Linked DNA regions of Mus musculus: regions 1, 2, 3, 4 and 5 are each linked to region 6. A link is a contact called in public Hi-C, HiChIP or PLAC-seq, Micro-C and promoter capture Hi-C data. All regions are on one chromosome and are shown on one strand. The core of a region is the stretch at or near the end of the contact, and the rest is flanking DNA. Distances in the headings are between cores, read along the strand shown.

The links. Promoter capture Hi-C pulls out the DNA fragments that hold promoters and counts their contacts. Hi-C and Micro-C count contacts between places; a contact is called where the count stands out from the background. HiChIP or PLAC-seq counts read pairs in DNA pulled down with a chosen protein or histone mark.
Region 1: a Hi-C map of embryonic stem cells shows a contact between it and region 6, with 3 times the contacts expected there. The contact joins the promoter of Cacnb3 here to the promoter of Col2a1 in region 6. A contact is called at or near these places in 1 of 39 promoter capture datasets (embryonic stem cells), 2 of 484 Hi-C or Micro-C datasets (both in embryonic stem cells), 1 of 115 datasets of contacts at active chromatin or transcription factors (embryonic stem cells) and 1 of 9 other capture datasets (adipose tissue).
Region 2: a promoter capture Hi-C map of embryonic stem cells shows a contact between it and region 6, with 4 times the contacts expected there. The contact joins the promoter of Fkbp11 here to the promoter of Col2a1 in region 6.
Region 3: a Micro-C map of embryonic stem cells shows a contact between it and region 6, with 2.2 times the contacts expected there. The contact joins the promoter of Adcy6 here to the promoter of Col2a1 in region 6. A contact is called at or near these places in 5 of 39 promoter capture datasets (the SN4741 cell line, embryonic stem cells, frontonasal cranial neural crest and 2 more) and 2 of 484 Hi-C or Micro-C datasets (both in embryonic stem cells).
Region 4: a promoter capture Hi-C map of embryonic stem cells shows a contact between it and region 6, with 18 read pairs. The contact joins the promoter of Wnt1 here to the promoter of Col2a1 in region 6. A contact is called at or near these places in 3 of 39 promoter capture datasets (embryonic stem cells and pre-B cells), 5 of 484 Hi-C or Micro-C datasets (all in embryonic stem cells) and 2 of 115 datasets of contacts at active chromatin or transcription factors (both in embryonic stem cells).
Region 5: a contact with region 6 is called in an H3K4me3 HiChIP or PLAC-seq map of embryonic stem cells, with 4 times the contacts expected there. The contact joins the promoter of Slc38a4 here to the promoter of Col2a1 in region 6. A contact is called at or near these places in 1 of 39 promoter capture datasets (hippocampal neurons), 1 of 115 datasets of contacts at active chromatin or transcription factors (embryonic stem cells) and 1 of 9 other capture datasets (liver).

What each region holds. Positions count from the first base shown.
Region 1 is chr15:98,633,348-98,636,395 of GRCm38.p6, forward strand. Cacnb3 (calcium channel, voltage-dependent, beta 3 subunit) reads left to right here and starts at 1,420. Exons shown (of 13, transcript NM_007581.3): 1 at 1,420-1,866. The coding sequence starts at 1,822.
Region 2 is chr15:98,726,822-98,729,663 of GRCm38.p6, forward strand. It overlaps Fkbp11 (FK506 binding protein 11), which reads right to left and starts at 1,377. Exons shown (of 6, transcript NM_024169.4): 1 at 1,136-1,377; 2 at 862-927; 3 at 390-477; 4 at 79-112. The coding sequence starts at 1,264.
Region 3 is chr15:98,603,163-98,606,334 of GRCm38.p6, forward strand. Adcy6 (adenylate cyclase 6) reads right to left here and starts at 1,570. Exons shown (of 21, transcript NM_001368413.1): 1 at 712-1,570. The coding sequence starts at 1,569.
Region 4 is chr15:98,788,299-98,791,335 of GRCm38.p6, forward strand. Wnt1 (wingless-type MMTV integration site family, member 1) reads left to right here and starts at 1,559. Exons shown (of 4, transcript NM_021279.4): 1 at 1,559-1,994; 2 at 2,566-2,819. The coding sequence starts at 1,891.
Region 5 is chr15:97,054,420-97,057,256 of GRCm38.p6, forward strand. Slc38a4 (solute carrier family 38, member 4) reads right to left here and starts at 1,537. Exons shown (of 16, transcript NM_027052.3): 1 at 1,436-1,537. All of the region lies in intron 1 of Gm32840 (a long non-coding RNA gene), which reads left to right.
Region 6 is chr15:98,003,227-98,006,379 of GRCm38.p6, forward strand. Col2a1 (collagen, type II, alpha 1) reads right to left here and starts at 1,498. Exons shown (of 54, transcript NM_031163.3): 1 at 1,183-1,498. The coding sequence starts at 1,267.

The sequences.
Region 1 (3,048 bases), core at 170-2,669, 630 kb after region 6:
GGACTAAGGAGACAAAGGAAAAGGATGGTACAGGACAAGGCAGTACTTGGGGACACAGAAGATATCGAACTAACCCTCAAACACACTGGGTTGGAGCAGTGGAAGCTGCCTCCCCCAGTTGCAGCTGGTGCCCTCAGACACAAGGGCTCCAATAAAGTTGCCTGCCGGTCCTTCAGTCAGGAGACAGACTAGGGTGTCATTAGATGAGCCCCCCCCCCCATCTTTTTCTTACCGAGGGAACAGGAAGATAAGATATAGGTGGGAAGCCAGTTGGCTTGGGTGGGTGGTCTTCCTCTCCTTTCTACCGCACAGAACCTTCTATAGATCTCTTGAACCCTTCCCAATTGTAACCGGAAGGGTGGGCAAGTGTCCTGAACTTACACCCTCCGGGGTTTCAGGAGCTAGAAGTGGCAAAGGGCTGAGTTGAGAAAGCGAGACACCAAGCACGGCTGGTGTCTGCCTCACATCCTCTTGGGATGCCCAAGCAGGAGGTTAAAATGCAAAAGGAAAATTTTGGTCGGGGGGGGGGGGGGAGGGATGTAAAAAGGGAGCGAGCTCAAATGATGACAGCTTTTAGAAGATCTCTTCAGAGATTGCGACTCTTTCCTCGAATGGCGGGGTGGGGGTGGAGGGCGCTGACTGGTGCTGGATGATTAGAACCAGCATCCTGCACACCGTACGTAATTCTGGTCTTTTGCAAAGCGGTAGGCTTTACCCTTCTTCCTTCCCAACCTCAGCGTCAGGATCGCACCTTTGCTCCACCCTTTAAGCTCACCTAAAACAGCCCCTTTCTGCCCCAGTTCCCGCGGATGCTTTGGCAATGTCTGGCACAATCCTTGGCAGGGAAGTGAAGAAGAGAATCTCCATCCCGGCTTAACTTGGATAAAATCTGCCCGTGCAACAGGTGTGGGGAGGCCTAGCCACCGTCCCCGAACTTCCCCCTTCTTAAGGGTCGGCCCTTTACCGCAGCCCGGAACGGAGAGGGCCGGGCACCTGTTGGGGCAGGAGCTGCTTTCATGGCACGGGTCTGGGAGCTCAAAACCATTTCTCCCTAGTACCACTGCGGGGTTTGCTTTGGGTGTCTCCAGGACTTGCAGAGAGCTGACATTGCCGGATCACCTGAGACCTCTTCCCCATCTGCTGTCCGTCCTCCTTTAGATCTCCATTTTCCTGTCTCCGCGTTCTCCCTGCCTCCAGTCCTCCTCTCTCTCCAGCCATCCTCCCCGCCGCCCGCACCCTCTCGATTCTCCACCGGGCTCGCGTCTGGTTGCGGCGTCTCTCCCCTTCCCCTCCCCCGCGCCAGCCCTTTGTTTCCCGGCGGAGCAGTTCCTGGGTTGCGAGAGTCCCTGTCTCTGCATCTCTCCTCGCCCCGCCTCCTCCCCGCCGGGATCCGCCCCGCCTGCAGCCTCTCCGCCCTTCTTCCCCGCCGCCCCGGCCCCGGAGGTGCCGGGGACCCACCTTCCCGACTCGCGTGCGCCCGGTTCCGCGGCCCCGGCGGGTCCCCCCTGGCTGCCGCGCCCCCGCCGCCCGCGTCTTCCCGGGAGGGGGTCAGGTGGGCGGGCACTATTGTTGTGGGAGCCGGCGGCAGATTCCTCAGCCGCGCTGGCGCGCTCGGGGTGGGACCGGCTGGGCTGGGGGGTGGGGAGGGGAGCGGTGATCTGAGCTGCGAGCAGCTGGTCTTCGCGGCTCGCTCCTTCCTTCGCGCTCGCGCTCTCCGCCGCCGCCGCCCGCAGGGCTGCGCGGCTCGGTGGCATCTCGGGCGCGGCCCGCCGTCCTCGCCCCCGGCGCCGCTCGCTCCCCCCACCCACCCCGGACTCCCCCATGTATGACGACTCCTACGTGCCCGGGTTTGAGGACTCGGAGGCGGTGAGTGCCCGCGGGGGAGGGTGGGGGGTGGGGGTGGGGGAGTTGGGATGACACCTCTCTCTCTTCAACCCTTCCCCCAGTTCTGCACTTTGAAAAACGCCTTGGCAGCGAGCGGGGCAGCGCGCGTAAGCCGGCGGGGGGCTCTCTAGGAAAGTGGGAAGATGGTCTCTCATAGCCAGGTATCCCAGGTACTCCGGTGTGTGCACAGGGACGCTGTAGGGGGAAGGCTCGAGCAGGTGGCCCCAAAGCTCAGGACATAGGAGGCTGAGGAGGGGAGGACAGAAGGCCCCGACACCGAGGTTTTTAGAGCGAACATGGAACATTTGGAGTTCCGTATCCTGGGTTCATGGGGTCTGAACACAACAGGGAAAGCTGAGCTCCGGGGGAGACACTCCGGACTTGTGCCTCAAGTAAATGACAAATTAGGGAGCTGGAAGAACATTAGCGACTCGCGTACCAGCCTCTGCAGACAGGAATTCTAGAACTTGGTCTCTTTTTCCTCTCTGCCCACCCCCCCTGCGCATGGCCTTGACTGCTCTCACTCACCACTGCCTCTAGCTCAGCTTCTTGGAAAGGCCACCAACCACAGGGGTGGGCCATCAGACTGTGTTCAGTCTAGCCCCCTGCAGAGGAGGGCCTGGAGGTGAGGCCAGGGGAGCTCAGGGGCATGGGGATGGGAAGGAAGCTCTTTGCTCCGAGAACCAGGCAACCAATAAATATTTAATTCTTCTCTTTGCTTTTATCTCCTGACCCACTGAGACAAATCAGCTCATTAGACAGTGATTCCCGGAGCTCAGAGAGCAGAAAGACTGCCTGGAAAGATGGGACAAGAGTTGGGGGGGGGGGTCAGTGTCAGAGCCTCATGGAGTCACCAGTCTCCCCTTAGACATCCCACTCGATATGGGAAAGGACCACTAACAGGGCTTGAAAGGGTCCCCTGACAGGATTAAATCGAGCCTTTTATCTCCGGCCCAGGAAAGAGGAGTGGTGAGCCTCAGAGCAGGCATGTGTCAGTCAGTTGATTCTGGGACCAGGCTCCTTCAGGACCCAATTTTCCATGGGGCTCTGGGGCTAATTACGTTGCAAGGGAGAGCAGAGAGGTGGTTCTGAAGGCTCTGGTGGGCACCTCTTTCTGACAGTTGAAGGGACAGTTGGCATAGCCCTGGGAGTCAGAATAAGCTG
Region 2 (2,842 bases), core at 127-2,626, 720 kb after region 6:
TGCCACTGGAGAAGGGATGACAGAGAAACCTTCTACCCGGAAAAAGGAGCAGTCAGGCCCCGGCCTTCAGATACTCACCCCACACACATGTCCAAAAGGCTCTGCTCCAGACCTTGAGGAAGAAGGCAAAACTGAACTAGAAGCTACATATCTTCCCCACAGTACCCAAGAGGAAAATCAAAGGCTCCCCGTCATCAAATGAGCTTAGCTCCACTTCTCAGACTCTCTGCCGCAGTGATGTGTGGGGCAAGAAGAGTGTTAGAAGTGGAGTCTGAGGTAGCGGGAGAGCCTTGGGATCCTTTTCATTCTAGCGGCTGTTCCAGAGCAATACAGCCGGCAAGCAAGCAAGGGCTTAGGCTAGGGAGAGGTCAGAGGCACGGGGCACATACCTGGAATCACCTGCTTTTGGCCGAGTTCTATGACCAGAGGATCTCTGGTCAGAGAAGTGTCAATAATGCGTCCATCTACCAAACTGCCCTGAAGACAAAAAAAAATGGTGGGTCTAAACCCACCATTCTTCCCACAATTTGGGACCACCCGGAAGGAAGCAACCCCTTTAACAAACTTGTGTCCTGTCCCCATCTCCTTCCACCCACCACCACCATGGGCAAGAAGGAACAGGAAGCCCCACGGGGCTGGCGCTTCTTGGAGCTCTCTCTATCCTTCTTTTCTCAGCGCTGGAGAGGAATCGGCAGAAAACAAGGAAGAAAGAGAAGCAGGCGAGAGGACGCCCCCACGTGCGGGCTGATCCTAGGACTCAAGTTCTCTAGGATAGCTTGCCACGTGTCCAAGCCAAAGCTGACGTGTTTCAGCCGGGCGCCGCCCCTCCCAGGCCACGCCCCGGACCCCCAAGCCCCTCACCGTGTAGTGTATGTGGAGCGTGTCTCCAATGGCAGCAGATTCCGTGCACGATTCAGGGGGCTGCACCTACGATCAGACTACAAGGGTCAAGGCTGCTCCTCCTAAGCTCCTCTGGAGACCCAGCACCTTTTCCCCCAACTCAGTTCCTTCGCTTCTTTCCTCTTCACTCTCACAGGACCATTTAGAGTCCCAGGCTTCCCCGCGATCCCTGGCCGTAAAGGGGAACGGCGGGACATGGGGTGGGGGGAGGGGAGTGGCACCACAGTCTCCTCACCAGGGTCTCCACTTGGAGGGTCCGGACAGGACTTTCGGTTTCTGGCCCAGCCTCAGCCCGGCACACCGCCCCACTGAACAGTAGCAGCAGTAACAGCTGGAGTGGTAGGAGCAAAGGGCTCAGGGTCATGATTGGACCGGGTCAGAGCACCAGGATACCAGGGCAGGCTGTTCGGGTGCACGCGACCAGGACGGGTTCCCTCACTCCAGGCCAGACTGGTATGGGCGGGTTTTCAAGGCGCTAGCTCCTCCTCCTCCTCCTCTTGCAGCCCTCCCTCCACTTTGTCCCCACCTCCTAGAGGGGAAGAGACTGCAGAATTCCCTAACCTGTGATGGAGGTCGCGGATGGTGACCCATCTAACAGTCTTTCTGACCCATGACGACGGCTGGATCATGTAATAGCACATATTTGCCATTACCAACTGTAAAGAGGGGCGTTCGTTTGTCTCTAACCTGCGAATGGCCAGGAAAGGGAGGCACACACTTGTCCCCATTTCATAGCTAGGGCACTTGCCCAAGGTTAACATGGCAACTGGTGACAGTACTCAAGCACAGGGCTAGCATTTGTGCTCTGCTCGGTCTTCTAAGATCTGTCCCTTTCCACTAAGCCCAGAGGCAGGTGTCCAAGTCGGCTGACCCTTCACACTCCTGTTCATTCTGCTCTCGGGTATGTCCAGAAAGAGCTGGCGGCTTCTCCAGCCTCCTGTCTTGGGAAGCATTACGGGGCATCTTCCTGTAAAAAGTGATCCATCACAGATCTTCTCCTACCAGCAATGGCGTTTCCTTCCTGTTTTCCACAAATCCTTTTCACAACAGCAGCACGGACACCAGTCTTGTGTTTATGCAAGGACTTCAGTTTTTAAAGGGGGCTCAAGTAATTTTAGGCAGCCTTACCAGTTTCGAATTTCATGGTCTGAACACTCACTGACAACCTAAGCTGTGGTACCCAGCTCCTGGTCACTCACTCAAAGGCTGTCTGGCATGGTGTCCTTCCATACCATATTTATTCTCAGGCTGTTTCTTGGTTCGTTGTCTTCTTTAGCATTGATACCGGTTGTAAACACAATTCCACCTGTGTGTCTGGCCAGCAGCTCAGACTACACACACACACACCCAACACACACTTCCTCTTATTTGGAAGAACCTGACCTCCCTGACCTGGCTGTCTTGGTGGTTCTCCTGTACCGACATTCTGAGATTTCTTCCATCTCTAATACCCAACCAGTTTCCTTTGGGATTTCCTCTTCCAGCCCCATTAGCGAGTGCCTCCATATATAATGCTATCATTCTAATTAAGCTCTCATGTTCTCTGGGGGTGGCTTTGTGGTATTGGGGATCCAGTCCAGGCAGGGCTCTGCTCATACCTGGCAAGCGCCTTAGTTAACACCCCTAACCCAGGAATTATTTTTTAAATGCTCATTGTCAGAGGCTGGATAGATGGCTCAGTGCTTAAGAGAGTTTGCTGCTCTTCCAAAGACCAATTCCCTGCACACACATCAGATGGCTCAAAAAGTCTGTAACTCTAGCTCCAAGGACTCCAATGCCCTCGTCTAGTGTCCATATACACAATAAAAATAAATCTTAAAAAAAAAAAAGCAAAACCCTGCCTTCCAGATGTTGTGGTACACACCTTTAATTCCAACACTCAGGGGGCAGAGGCAGACAAATTCCTGAGTTTCAGGCCATGTAGGACTACACAGTCAAACTC
Region 3 (3,172 bases), core at 320-2,819, 600 kb after region 6:
AGGCCAGCTGAGAGCAGAGAAGAGTCACACACCCACCTTCTGGCAAGTCTGACGGAGTTGGGGGGGGGGATACCACATCACTCCTGAGCATCTTCTCCCCCAGAAGAGCAGTTCACCCCAAACCCCCACTTCTCAGGCAACCAAGAAGAGAACCTAGGGCCTAGCTAGCACAGAAGGGTCTGTCCCTTTAAGAGGTCTGACAGTGCCCTGCGGGGACTCTGCTCCACAACAAACTAGCTATAAAGTTACTGTTAAAAAGGTATGTACTGTTCCAAGCAGGGAAGGGCATGAAGCCCAAGTACCCAGCTCCTCACCCCAGGAGCCCCAAGCAACTTTCTCTTTGTTTTTGAGGCCATGGTGGGCTACAGGCCACAGCTTCTGGCAAGGAGCAGAAAGGCCTTGCTTATGGAAGCTTTGCAAAACTACCTACAGCTGCTTCTTCGTAGGAGTAACAACAGGGCTTGAGTCTCAGAGGTTACCAAGAGGTCAGGGAGACCTGCACATGGCATGTCTACTGACCTAAGCCAAAGAGCTGAAGACTGGCCTGTGGTGACACACTACAGACCTGTTCCTCGTCAATGCTCACTGATACAAGTCCCAAGCAGAGGCTAGCCCGTGAAGCTTGGCCTGATCGATCTAGACATGGCTATATCGATACTGTGTCCCTCCATCAGCAAGTTCTCTTTCCCACCCTCACTCTGTCACACCTACCTGCTTCCAAAGGAAGGGGTCGCTGCTGTTGAGCTGCCAGGCCAAAATCAAATGCAGAGTAGAGAGGCCCAGGCCGCTGAGTACTGCGGCTCGCATGCGAATGGGAAGAAGAGTGTAGGTGATGTAGACGAAGAACACGGGGCACCAAAGGCCCGCCGAGGGGCTGTGTGGATTGGCTGCCAGGGCACCCCCGACTTGCACGGCTGCTAGGATGCCCAGGACCACATAGCTCACCACCCACATGGAGTCCTGGCGGAAGCTGTGTCGGTTACACACCACCATGAGTACCACAAAAAGGACAGAGGCACAGGTCAGCAGGGCCACGTAAGCAGGCTGAGGCTGGGCAGGCGCAGCGTGGAAAGTCAACAGTACAGCCATGAGCAGCACCAGCACCGCCATGAGCAGCGTGAGGCTGCTCTGGTTCATCTGGAAGAAGTACCGCTGGTACAGCCGCTCCAGCTTGGCAGAGCGGAACTGCTTAGACTGGAACACCTGCACAAGCCGGTGCCAGCAGGACGGACCGCTCCGAGGCGATGTATCCGGTGCCACTTCAGCTGTGCCCATCGGTGTGGTCACCTCAGTGTCGTCAAACCCCAAGGCCACTGACCGCAGCCCCAGCTCCACACCCCTGCCCGGGCCCGCCCTCCTGATGAAGGCTTCATCCTGCCAGGGGCACCGAGTGTGAGCTGCAGGAGTGGGGCTGGGTGGCTCCGCATTCTTGAGGCAGCTCATGTAGCGAGGTGCGCAGAAGCCACTGGCTCGATTCGCGTGGCGTGGGCGCTTCTGCCCATTGCGTTCCCCCCAAGCTGTTTTCCGTTCATCCACTTTGGGAACCAGGAGGCCACTAAACCATGACATGCTGCTGGGAGGAGAGACAGGGAATGGTATTAATACCACTGCGTGGCCACAGCCACCATAGTAGCCTGTGACCTGAGCGCTTCCTACAACTCTGGTCTTCATTCCCACCATCTTCCCCCCCTTCTCCCTCTTGCTCCAGCCCTGCTTGCTTGCTTCTCGTTGTGGATGGTTGTGAGCCACCATGTGGTTGCTGGGACTTGAACCCATGACCTCCGGAAGAGCAGTCAGTGCTCTTAACTGAGGAGCCATCTCACCAGTTCCCATTCCCACCGTCTTGATAAAACTGCCCCAGGAGAGGCAGCTGCACCCCCACTCAAAGGTAAGGAACACAGACACATGGAAAAGACCCAGCAACCATATAAGTAAAGGATCTGAGAGCTAAGTTTTTAAGAGCACTCCCCATACTTCTGAAGGACTCTGGTTCAATTCCTAGCACCCACAAAGCAGATCTTACAACTGTTTATGGCTCCAGCTCCAGGGGCTTTGACTTTCTCATGCAAACATGCATGAAAGCAAAACACCAATGCACATAAAAGCATATTTTAAAAAATTGAGCTGGGTGTGGTGGCACACGCCTTTAATCCCAGCACTCGGGAGGCAGAGGCAGGCAGATTTCTGAGTTCGAGGCCAGCCTGGTCTACAAAGTGAGTTGCAGGGCAGCCAGGGCTACACAGAGAAACCCTGTCTCAGAAAAGAAAACAAAACAAAAACAAACTACACACAAGCCTAATACATCTTGTCAACAGAATATGTTCTGCTGTGAACTGTTGATCGTTGACCTCTACACAAAAGGGATTCTTTCCATATCCTTCCTTCCTTCCTTCCCTCCTTCCCCCCTCTCTCTCTCTCTCTCTCTCTCTCACACACACACACACACACACACACACACTCTTCAGCAAACTAAATTCAATTTCTCCCACAGGTCACAGTTTAAACGTTACTTCCTCACGGAAAATTTCCCAGCCCCACCCCTAAGACTACGTTTGGTCCAGTTTAACCTCTGTTCATCTCCTCCACAGTACTTATTGCCATTATAATTAAATCATTTCTCGTTTAACGTACGCCTCCGTCCCGGGGACTACAAGCTTTGTGCATGTAGAAACTATACCTATTTTTGTCAGCACTTCATCTCCAGAGCTATTGGGGCTAACAGTAGGTGCTCAATAAACGTAGGAGCAAACAATAAGGAGGAAAGGAGGGAGGGGAGTGCGGCTCAGTGGTAGAATGCCTGTTTAGAACACACAAGGCGTTGGGTTCCACACTTAGTATCACAAAGAGCTGGGTGGAGAGCCGACAAGGAGAAAGAACATGAATGCTTTAGAGCAGTCCACATGGAATAACTAATAACCCAGCTAATTCTGACAGTCCAGGTCCCGTGTCTTCCTCATCACACCTGTCACACCAGCCTGTCTGCTGTTCCCCAGTATGCCAGGCTCTGCCCAGGCTGGTACCCTGGTACTTGCTGTTCCCAACTGGAATAGGAGCTCCTTTAGGTCACAGCCCAAGTCCCTTATCAGCTCTGCTCTCTCACAGCCTTTTAAAATAGCAACTCCCTTTCCTGGGGCTCCGTATCTCCCTCCCCAGCTTTATAATTTTTCTCTCT
Region 4 (3,037 bases), core at 309-2,808, 790 kb after region 6:
AACCTGGGAGAAAAAAAATCCAACTAAAATCAGGAAACACATGGAGGCACAAATTTGCTAATCTTTCTTTAAAAAACTGTTTCAGGAGATTTATTTTATGTATGTATGTATGTATGTATGTATGTATGTATGTATGTATGTATACGTGCACCTGTGTGTGCTTGGTGTCAGTGGGGCTCAGACATCACCTGATTCCCTGGAACTGGAGTTACAGGTGGCTATAAGCCACCACTTGGGTGCTGAGAACAGAGTCCGGGGCCTCTGGCAGAGCAGTCAGTGCTTTTAGCCACTGAGCCATCTCTCATTCCCCCCAATTATGTTCATCTTGAGTTGGGCAGGTACGGTGGCGGAATAGGCCTGTAATCCCAGCAGTCACTGGACCATCATGGGTTCTACATATTAAACCTTTATGTTAGGTAGGGTCACACAGCAAGATCCGGTCACAAAACCAGCAACAACAAAACCAAAAGGAGCCAGCTTCTTCCCACAAGCATTCTTTCCCTCAGGTCTTCAGCTCCATCTGACAGCTACTCGGCTGGTGGTCCTATCCTTTCTGAGCCTAGTTGCCAGAGAAACAAGCCCGGTTCATCTTCATGACTAGCACATCTAATGATAAGCACAGGTTGACTCAAGGTGCCATAGGGTGACACTAGGTACCCAGAGCGACAGAATGACACCTATGAGTGCACGTCGTTAATCACAAACACACACACACACACACACACACACACACACACACACTCATGCACCCACCTGCAAACACAATTGCAGCCTTCTGGACGTCTCCTGTCACAGCCCCACCTCCTTCCTGATACACTGCGTTAAGTGGTGACTGTAACAAAATGACTTCATGCTCTCCCTGTCCTGAGCCAAATTACACAATTATTTGGAAAGGGCTCAAAATGTTCTTCGTTAGAAGTTTCTGGATACACCAATACACAGGAGCGTGCACCCTCAGAACACATGTACACTTTGACTTAATCTCACGGGTGACACACCGACGCTTACACTCCCCCTAGCCCACAGAGGCAAACTGCTGGGCGCTTCTGAGTTTCTCACTGCCACCAGCTCGGTTTGCTCAGCCTACCCCTACACCCCACGCCCGGGAATCCCTGACCACAGCTCCACCCATGCTCTGTCTCCTTCTTTTCCTTCTCTGTCCAGCCGTCGGGGTTCCTGGGTGAGGAAGTGTCTCCACGGAGTCGCTGGCTAGAACCACAACTTTCATCCTGCCATTCAGAATAGGGAAGAGAAGAGACCACAGCGTAGGGGGGACAGAGGAGACGGACTTCGAGAGGACAGCCCCACCGGCGCGTGTGGGGGAGGCAATCCAGGCTGCAAACAGGTTGTCCCCAGCGCATTGTCTCCGCGCCCCCTGGCGGATGCTGGTCCCCGACGGGCTCCGGACGCGCAGAAGAGTGAGGCCGGCGCGCGTGGGAGGCCATCCCAAGGGGAGGGGTCGGCGGCCAGTGCAGACCTGGAGGCGGGGGCCACCAGGCAGGGGGCGGGGGTGAGCCCCGACGGTTAGCCTGTCAGCTCTTTGCTCAGACCGGCAAGAGCCACAGCTTCGCTCGCCACTCATTGTCTGTGGCCCTGACCAGTGCGCCCTGGTGCTTTTAGTGCCGCCCGGGCCCGGAGGGGCAGCCTCTTCTCACTGCAGTCAGCGCCGCAACTATAAGAGGCCTATAAGAGGCGGTGCCTCCCGCAGTGGCTGCTTCAGCCCAGCAGCCAGGACAGCGAACCATGCTGCCTGCGGCCCGCCTCCAGACTTATTAGAGCCAGCCTGGGAACTCGCATCACTGCCCTCACCGCTGTGTCCAGTCCCACCGTCGCGGACAGCAACCACAGTCGTCAGAACCGCAGCACAGAACCAGCAAGGCCAGGCAGGCCATGGGGCTCTGGGCGCTGCTGCCCAGCTGGGTTTCTACTACGTTGCTACTGGCACTGACCGCTCTGCCCGCAGCCCTGGCTGCCAACAGTAGTGGCCGATGGTGGTAAGTGAGCTAGTACGGGGTCCGCCACTTGTCCTGGGGCAAAGAGCCAGGCACGGGCCTTACCCAGCTCCCACGCTGTGGGGATCACCAACCTACAGACCCCCCTCGTGCATTGTGACTTCACATCCAGGGTGCTCACACCTAGAACTAGCTCTGCTGAAGTGGGGGCACATCATTGGCATGCAGAAGCCCAGATACACCAGGCTCAGAGACCATTCCCATTTAATACGACCCCGTTTCTGCTGAGCAACAGGTCCCAACCTCGCTGTGGTGGGTGCTCAGGTGTCCCTTAGGTCTTGAACCAAAAAAAAAAAAAAAAAAAAAAAAAAAACCAGATATTAGCTTTGAGGTGAGGGAGTGGAATTCCTAAGTTTTTCAAGGTGGGCAAGGCTGCAGGTGGGGTTTCTCCTCGGGGGCTGACTTGAAGAAAGGAAGAGCTAAGGTAGCCATGCCTTTTCTGTCCACTCACTAGACTCTGGAGCTCAGGGCCAGGCAAGGATAGGGTGGTACAGCCTGTATGGTTAGGATGCAGGTCCCCTCCCCTGGACTGAACCCTTATGCATCCCGCCAGGGGCATCGTGAACATAGCCTCCTCCACGAACCTGTTGACGGATTCCAAGAGTCTGCAGCTGGTGCTCGAGCCCAGTCTGCAGCTGCTGAGCCGCAAGCAGCGGCGACTGATCCGACAGAACCCGGGGATCCTGCACAGCGTGAGTGGAGGGCTCCAGAGCGCTGTGCGAGAGTGCAAATGGCAATTCCGAAACCGCCGCTGGAACTGCCCCACTGCTCCGGGGCCCCACCTCTTCGGCAAGATCGTCAACCGAGGTGGGTGCCCAGGAAAGCGACGCTTCCGGGATTAAGGGAAAAGCAGGGTCATCTCCAGGGCATAGGCGGGCGAAGGCAGGGAAGACATCCCAGGGTTATATGTGATCAAACTGAGAATCGCCTGGTGCCGGCAGTTACCGTAGGTCAGCACCAGATTCTTTCTAGCCTTGCGTTGTGAGCATGATCTTTAACGTTGCTGAGCCACTGGCCCACAGAAA
Region 5 (2,837 bases), core at 287-2,786, 950 kb before region 6:
AGTTTTTCTAGCCACCTTTCCCTGTGGCTCGCCACGAGGGTCCGTCCATGGAACTCCAGCCCAATCCCCGCGAGGATCGGTTCACAGGAACCCCAACCCGATCCCCGCGAGGGTCCCTCCACGGGAACCCCAGCCCGATCCCCGCGAGGGTCTCTCCACGGGAACCCCAACCCGATCCCCGCGAGGGTCCCTCCACGGGAACCCCAGCCCGATCCCCGTGAGGGTCCTTCCACGGGAACCCCAGCCCGATCCCCACGAGGGTCCCTCCACGGGAACCCCAGCCCGATCCCCGCGAGGGTCCCTCCACGGGAACCCCAACCCGATCTCCAAGAGGGTCCCTTCACGGGAACCCCAGACCAATCCCCACGAGGGTCCCTCCATGGGAACCCCAGACCGATCCCTCCACGGGAACCTCAGACCGATCCCCACGAGGGTCCGTCCCCAGGAACTGATACCCTGAAGAGCCACCTACGCCTTTTCAGCTGTCTGTCCCTGCTCAGTGCCTCAAGGCAAAAGGAGTTCCTTCTGGTTGACCAAGTTGTCTCCTCCCAACTACTCCACGGTCAGTTTCCCTCTCCTCTGAAGTCCTCCATTCATGCCCGCGACCCCCACCCTACCGCGGGGTTTCGGCGCCTACGAGCTGTTGGGTGTGGCGGATCCCCGATCCCACCATGTGGGAAGCAGTCTCGGCTCTAAATCAAATTCTCACTTTGCTCCAGGCTCTTGGGACTCCTTAGAGTCCCCAAGCCTTAGAGTTCGCACTCCGGGAGCATGCTGATCTGCTCGCCGTAAGGCAATTTAACAACGGGAGCATGCTTACAGTCAGGAAATTCAACTACCAACTATCAAGAGACCAGCGAGTCTATTTTAAACCCTGAACCCGTGTTCCCCCACCACCTCCGGCGGGCGGGGGGTCATAGGCACACTTCCAGCAACTCGGGTAGCACCTAGTGGGCACGATCCCCAAGGGTGAGGAGCCAGATCCTAGGAAGGGTGAGACCCTCTTTATAAGGCAGCTGCTATCGTTCAAGGAGGTCCCACAACAAAAATCTCAGAGCCAATAGACCTCCAGTCGGCAAGCCCACACCAGTCTCTGGAGACGGCCACGCAGGCACAGTTCGAATAGGAGCCTTCAAAAAAAGCCCCTCAAGCTATCCCCTCCGCCTGCCCTGGTTTACTTCACTTCTAGTCACTGAAATAACCCAGTTAGCCTGTAGTTCTAAGGTACAACCAACAAATTTTGACCCTACACAGTTCCGAGACCTGAATGCCCCACGTGCGCTTGTCCCCACGCGCGCGCGGGGGCACACACATACACGCGCGCACACACGCGCAAACATACACACACACACACACACACACACAAGTTAGGATCTAGCCCTAAAATTCCACGCTGAGTCGTTTTTTAAGAGAAAATATACCACATTTAACTCACCCGCCTTTCTGTCTACCCTCTTCGGGTTGGAATCCAATGGATGTGGCGGCAAGGGTTAGACCGGGAGACCCTTCCGTCTTCTCTATTGGCTTCCCAAAGAGTGGAAATTTCCATCCTGTGATAGGGGGCAGCATCTCGATCTCCTTTCTTGAGGACCCTCCCTTCCAGCCTAGCCACCAATAGCAGTGCAGGAACCTGATCTGTCAACAGAAACATCTTTCCAGGTGGAGTCTAGCTGTCCAGCTGTCCTTTTAGAGGGAAGCCTGGAGCCCAGAGAGCAATGGAGGCCCCTCCACCCGCCCTGGGTCTTGTTACCAAAGAGTTTGGTGTGAGTTCATTTTCGACTGTGAAGTTTCTTTATTTGGGGGGATTTTCCTGTGTGCAGGATATATCTACATCGTTAAGTAGGTAAAAGTAGTCAGTGTAGAGTATTCGACAAACAACTTTTTCACGGACTACACAGCTTACTGTCACCACATAACACAAAGCAAACAAATAGAATATGGTGGTCACAGTAAAAATCTCTATGCAATACAAGGGCAACCTTGCCGTCACCCACTTGTGAACCTTTCCTGTAATTCTCTTATGGGGTCCTAGTTTAAATATGATTCTGAGTACAAAGGAAGCTATAATAAACTACATTTTCTGCTCGCTAGGAGGGTCTTAAGGAAAAATATGTATATGGAACCATTTTCTGATAAAACCATTTTCTGACACTAAGCATAGTTCCCGCTTCAAAGAAGGTCCGTGTTTATTTAATAAAAGTTGCCATTCTTTTTTGGCAGAAGGGGTTCACTGGTGGAGAAGTGGCCTCTGAAGATTTAACAGACCCACCAGGGACACAGACAGGGCTTTTGGAACTCTCACGCGCCCAACGTAAATTATGAAGAGCTGCCGGTCTAACTGTCTGTCTTCAGGAAGGACACTTAGCTCTTCCCATTTCATAGCTCCTGTATTAGAACAGTACTAGAACATGGCGGCACTTCAGAAAGAAAACAATGTAACAACAGAAACATCTGCATGCTAATAAGGAACACTCAAAACGTTCCATCAGTGATAGATCTCTCTATGTCTCTTGTCTCTATGTGTGTCTCTGTCTCTGTCTTTCTCTCTTCTCTCTCTCTCTCTCTCTCTCTCTCTCACACACACACACACACACACACACACACACACACACACACACACACCTCAGATTATACAAAACAGTTCAACAGAAGGGTAGCAACAGAAGAATATATAACTTCTACCACAGCATGATTTTGTACCACCCCCCCCCCAAAAGCACAATATATATAAGAAATATTTAGTTTCACGAGAGTAGGTTAGCAATCCTGGTCAAATATGATATATACACCCTTTTGGTTTCTCCTGGCAAGAAGTTCAATTTTGTGGAGTTAGAATA
Region 6 (3,153 bases), core at 248-2,747:
GCGGCGGGGTCGGAAAGTGCTATCCCGGGCTTCTCGCGGCAGCGCTCCCCGCTCTAGCCCTGCCCCCCGCCGGGTCCGCCAAGCTAAAGAGCAAAAAGTCCGCCCGGGCCCGCCTCCTTCTAAAGCATCTCTGGAGACAGCCTGGTGGCAGGGGAAAGAGCACAGAGTCTCACGGGCAGAGGGTCTTTGATCCCCACCTACTGTCCAAACAGTTTCACCTGCGATTGATTAACAGTCTGTAACATACAGAGAAAGACAGGGCTGGAACCCTACCCGTCGGAAACGTGCCCAAACACGTGGAAGAAAATTCTCTACCTAATACACTTTCCAGGCTTCGGTTGTCCTGAATATAATCCCAGACAGTGGATCTTACCCAGGGAGGAGATGGAAAGGTGCGGGAACCGCCCTTGGACCGAGGCTATACAGCTGCCACCTCTAACGATAGCCATACGCAGGTCACTAGCCTGACCCCATATCCATCCACGGCTACACACGCTGTAAAGTAACTCATTGTAGGGTATACAGTGTGTGTGTGTGCGGGTGGGTGCTCTTGGGGACACATTTGGAAAGCAGGTCTGTTTGCAATGTCAACGTTTTTCAGTGTCAAATTCCTGCAGCCTAACGGAGGCAAGGGGAGAGCCGAGTTTCAAAGAAGGGCTGCCCGGCTGCACCTTACTGTGGGCCAGCCTGATAGCGGAGGGGACTGGAGAGCTGCGCTGAAGTCGCCGGGAGCCGCTTTTTCTTTGTGGCCTCAGATTTCAACCCATCAGGGTCAGAGTTAGTTCTTTGTCTAGCGCCCCTTTGAGTTCTGCAGCGTCTAACCCCTAGACTAGGCTGATAAATCAACCCGTAGGCGTCTCTCGATTTCTCTCCTACTTTTAAGTGTGGGGCTTCTTTTACTGAGCTCGAAACGTCCTGGTCAAAGCTGGTGGAAGGTGATGCGTCTGTGTTCAAACCTGTTGCATATCCTTGCTTAACGCAGGGACCTGAGAAAGTCTCCAATCGTGACTCTCACTGAAGATGCTGCGACAGAGGTCCTTACTCGCAGAATTAGGATCAGTGTACTCCTGTATACTCTGCGCTTAGGACTTAGCGCCCTAACCCGGACCAGTACTTGGGGGAGGGAGTAGGAGGAAAAGGGTCACAAGTCAGGGAAGTAGGCAGGGGCGGCGGGCGACTTACGGGCATCCTGGCCCTGACACCGTAGGACCGCGGCGATGAGCAGCGTCAGCAGCACCAGCGACTGGGGAGCCCCGAGGCGGATCATGGCTCACCGCGAGGCCTGGCAGAGCCTGGCCCGGGCGAAGCGCAGCGAGGCGGCAGAGCACGGAGCGGGTCCGGGTCTCTACCGCTCCCTCATGCAGGAGGCCCTAGGAGCAGGAGGAGGCAGGAGACCCGGCAGCCCAGCGGCGCTCTGCGTCTTCCCCCGGCAGAGGCTCCAGTTATATGCTCCCGGTCGCTCCAAAGGCTGGCAAACCGGCCCAAACCGCGGGCCGCCCCCTAGCCCCCCGCGGGGCTGTAACCTGAGACCCCGCCCCCGGAGCCCGCCCAGGCCGGACCAGAGCCCACACCTGCCAAGGCCAGTCGCCCCTTTCGTGAGCCCAGCTTCCCGCCCCCAATGTGCCCAGTGGCCTGATCGGGCGGGGCACCGAGACAGCCTCCGGTCGCCCCCACTTGGGACTGCCACACTGCCCCCTCTAACCACAGGCGGGAAGGGGGGGAGCATCGGGCCCCTTTCCTCGGAGTTCTGCTGGGGTTAGAAGGGAGGGGGTTGTTTGCAGAGGCATAAGCCTGGAGTTTTAGACCCAAGGCAGAGAGGACGAAGCAACAGAAAGGAGCAAGAAAGGTGGGGATGGGGAATTTAGGAGGCGGGGAGGTGCGTGGGGGACCAAAGCATGAGCAGATGGACGTTGTCCAGAATCCTAAATCTGGGGGACAGTTTTCCAGACCTGCCTTCCAGCTCCTTTGCGGAGTACCTGCCCGTGAGCTCCCACCTGGAGTCTCGGGGACCACAGCCTCCCTAACCCATCCCCCATCCAACTAGCTAGAAAAGGCCTAGGTAGAAGGGGGAACTGAGCGGGTGGCTAGGACAGGGTCTGGTGAATTCCTACACAGAGGGAGACCTGTGTGGAGGTCTAAGGGGCGAACAGGCCAGGGAAGGGACTAACGGGACTGCAGACAACCCCGGGGACAAAACGGGATGGATTGGAGACGCTTGTCTAGTTCGGCTCTTCCTGGCCCAGGTTCAGGAATCTCCAGGGGAGTGGGTGCCCTTAGCCTGGATAGAGCAACCGCTGGCCAGGGACTGTTGGCCACTCTGAGGCTCTGGCCAGAGAGTCTGGAGGTGGCTCCAGCTGGACTCGGCTTTGTGAGGGGCGGGGAAAGCGCCAGAGTTTCCTAGTTATTCCCCCACCCCAACCTCATTCTCCAAGTCTTCCCCTATCCCTGGACCTCCAGCCTCACCTACCTTCCTTGCTCCCCACCCCCCCACCTTAGCCCAAACTGCGGAGGTTCGGCCTAGCCCTTGCTATGTTCCCGGAAGTCTCCTTTGAGAACAAGAGGGTGAGGATGAGTCCCCAAATACATCTTTCCTTCAGGAGTGAGATGGTCCTCCGGTGAACTTTAAGCAAAGTGAAACTTGGAAATTAAGACCTGATTTAAGCAGTAACTCCTTTGTCTCGAAGTGGGTTTCTGTGTTGCTTTCCTCCAGGAAGCTGGAAGTCCTTGGGAGAAGCCACCTCTATGGACCTGACCGACACTCCCAGGGAATGCTGGAGTGTGTGGGGGCTTACCCAGCACACCACACCACCTCAGACTTTGGGGTTTCTCAGGATGGAAACAAAGAACTTCGAGTGTGTAGAACGTAATTTCCCTGCAAGTGTACTGGCTGGAGAAGTAGAGAGTGTTTTGTTTGTTTGTTTGTTTGTTTGTTTGTTTGTTTTTTAATGTAAAATGCCACTGGGTTTCAACCAGTCTAGGGTGGGGGTTGCTTGAGTCTTTCTTACACCTTCCCAGGCTATTCAAGGATTTTCGTTCAATGCTAGATCCTTTTGCCTCAGTCTCTGCTAGAAAGGTGGCTTTAAGTCTGCAGTGCCCAAGTCTTCTTTGGACCATAGGTGTCCAGTCTTGGCTTGGAAGTCAGTTTGTAACTCT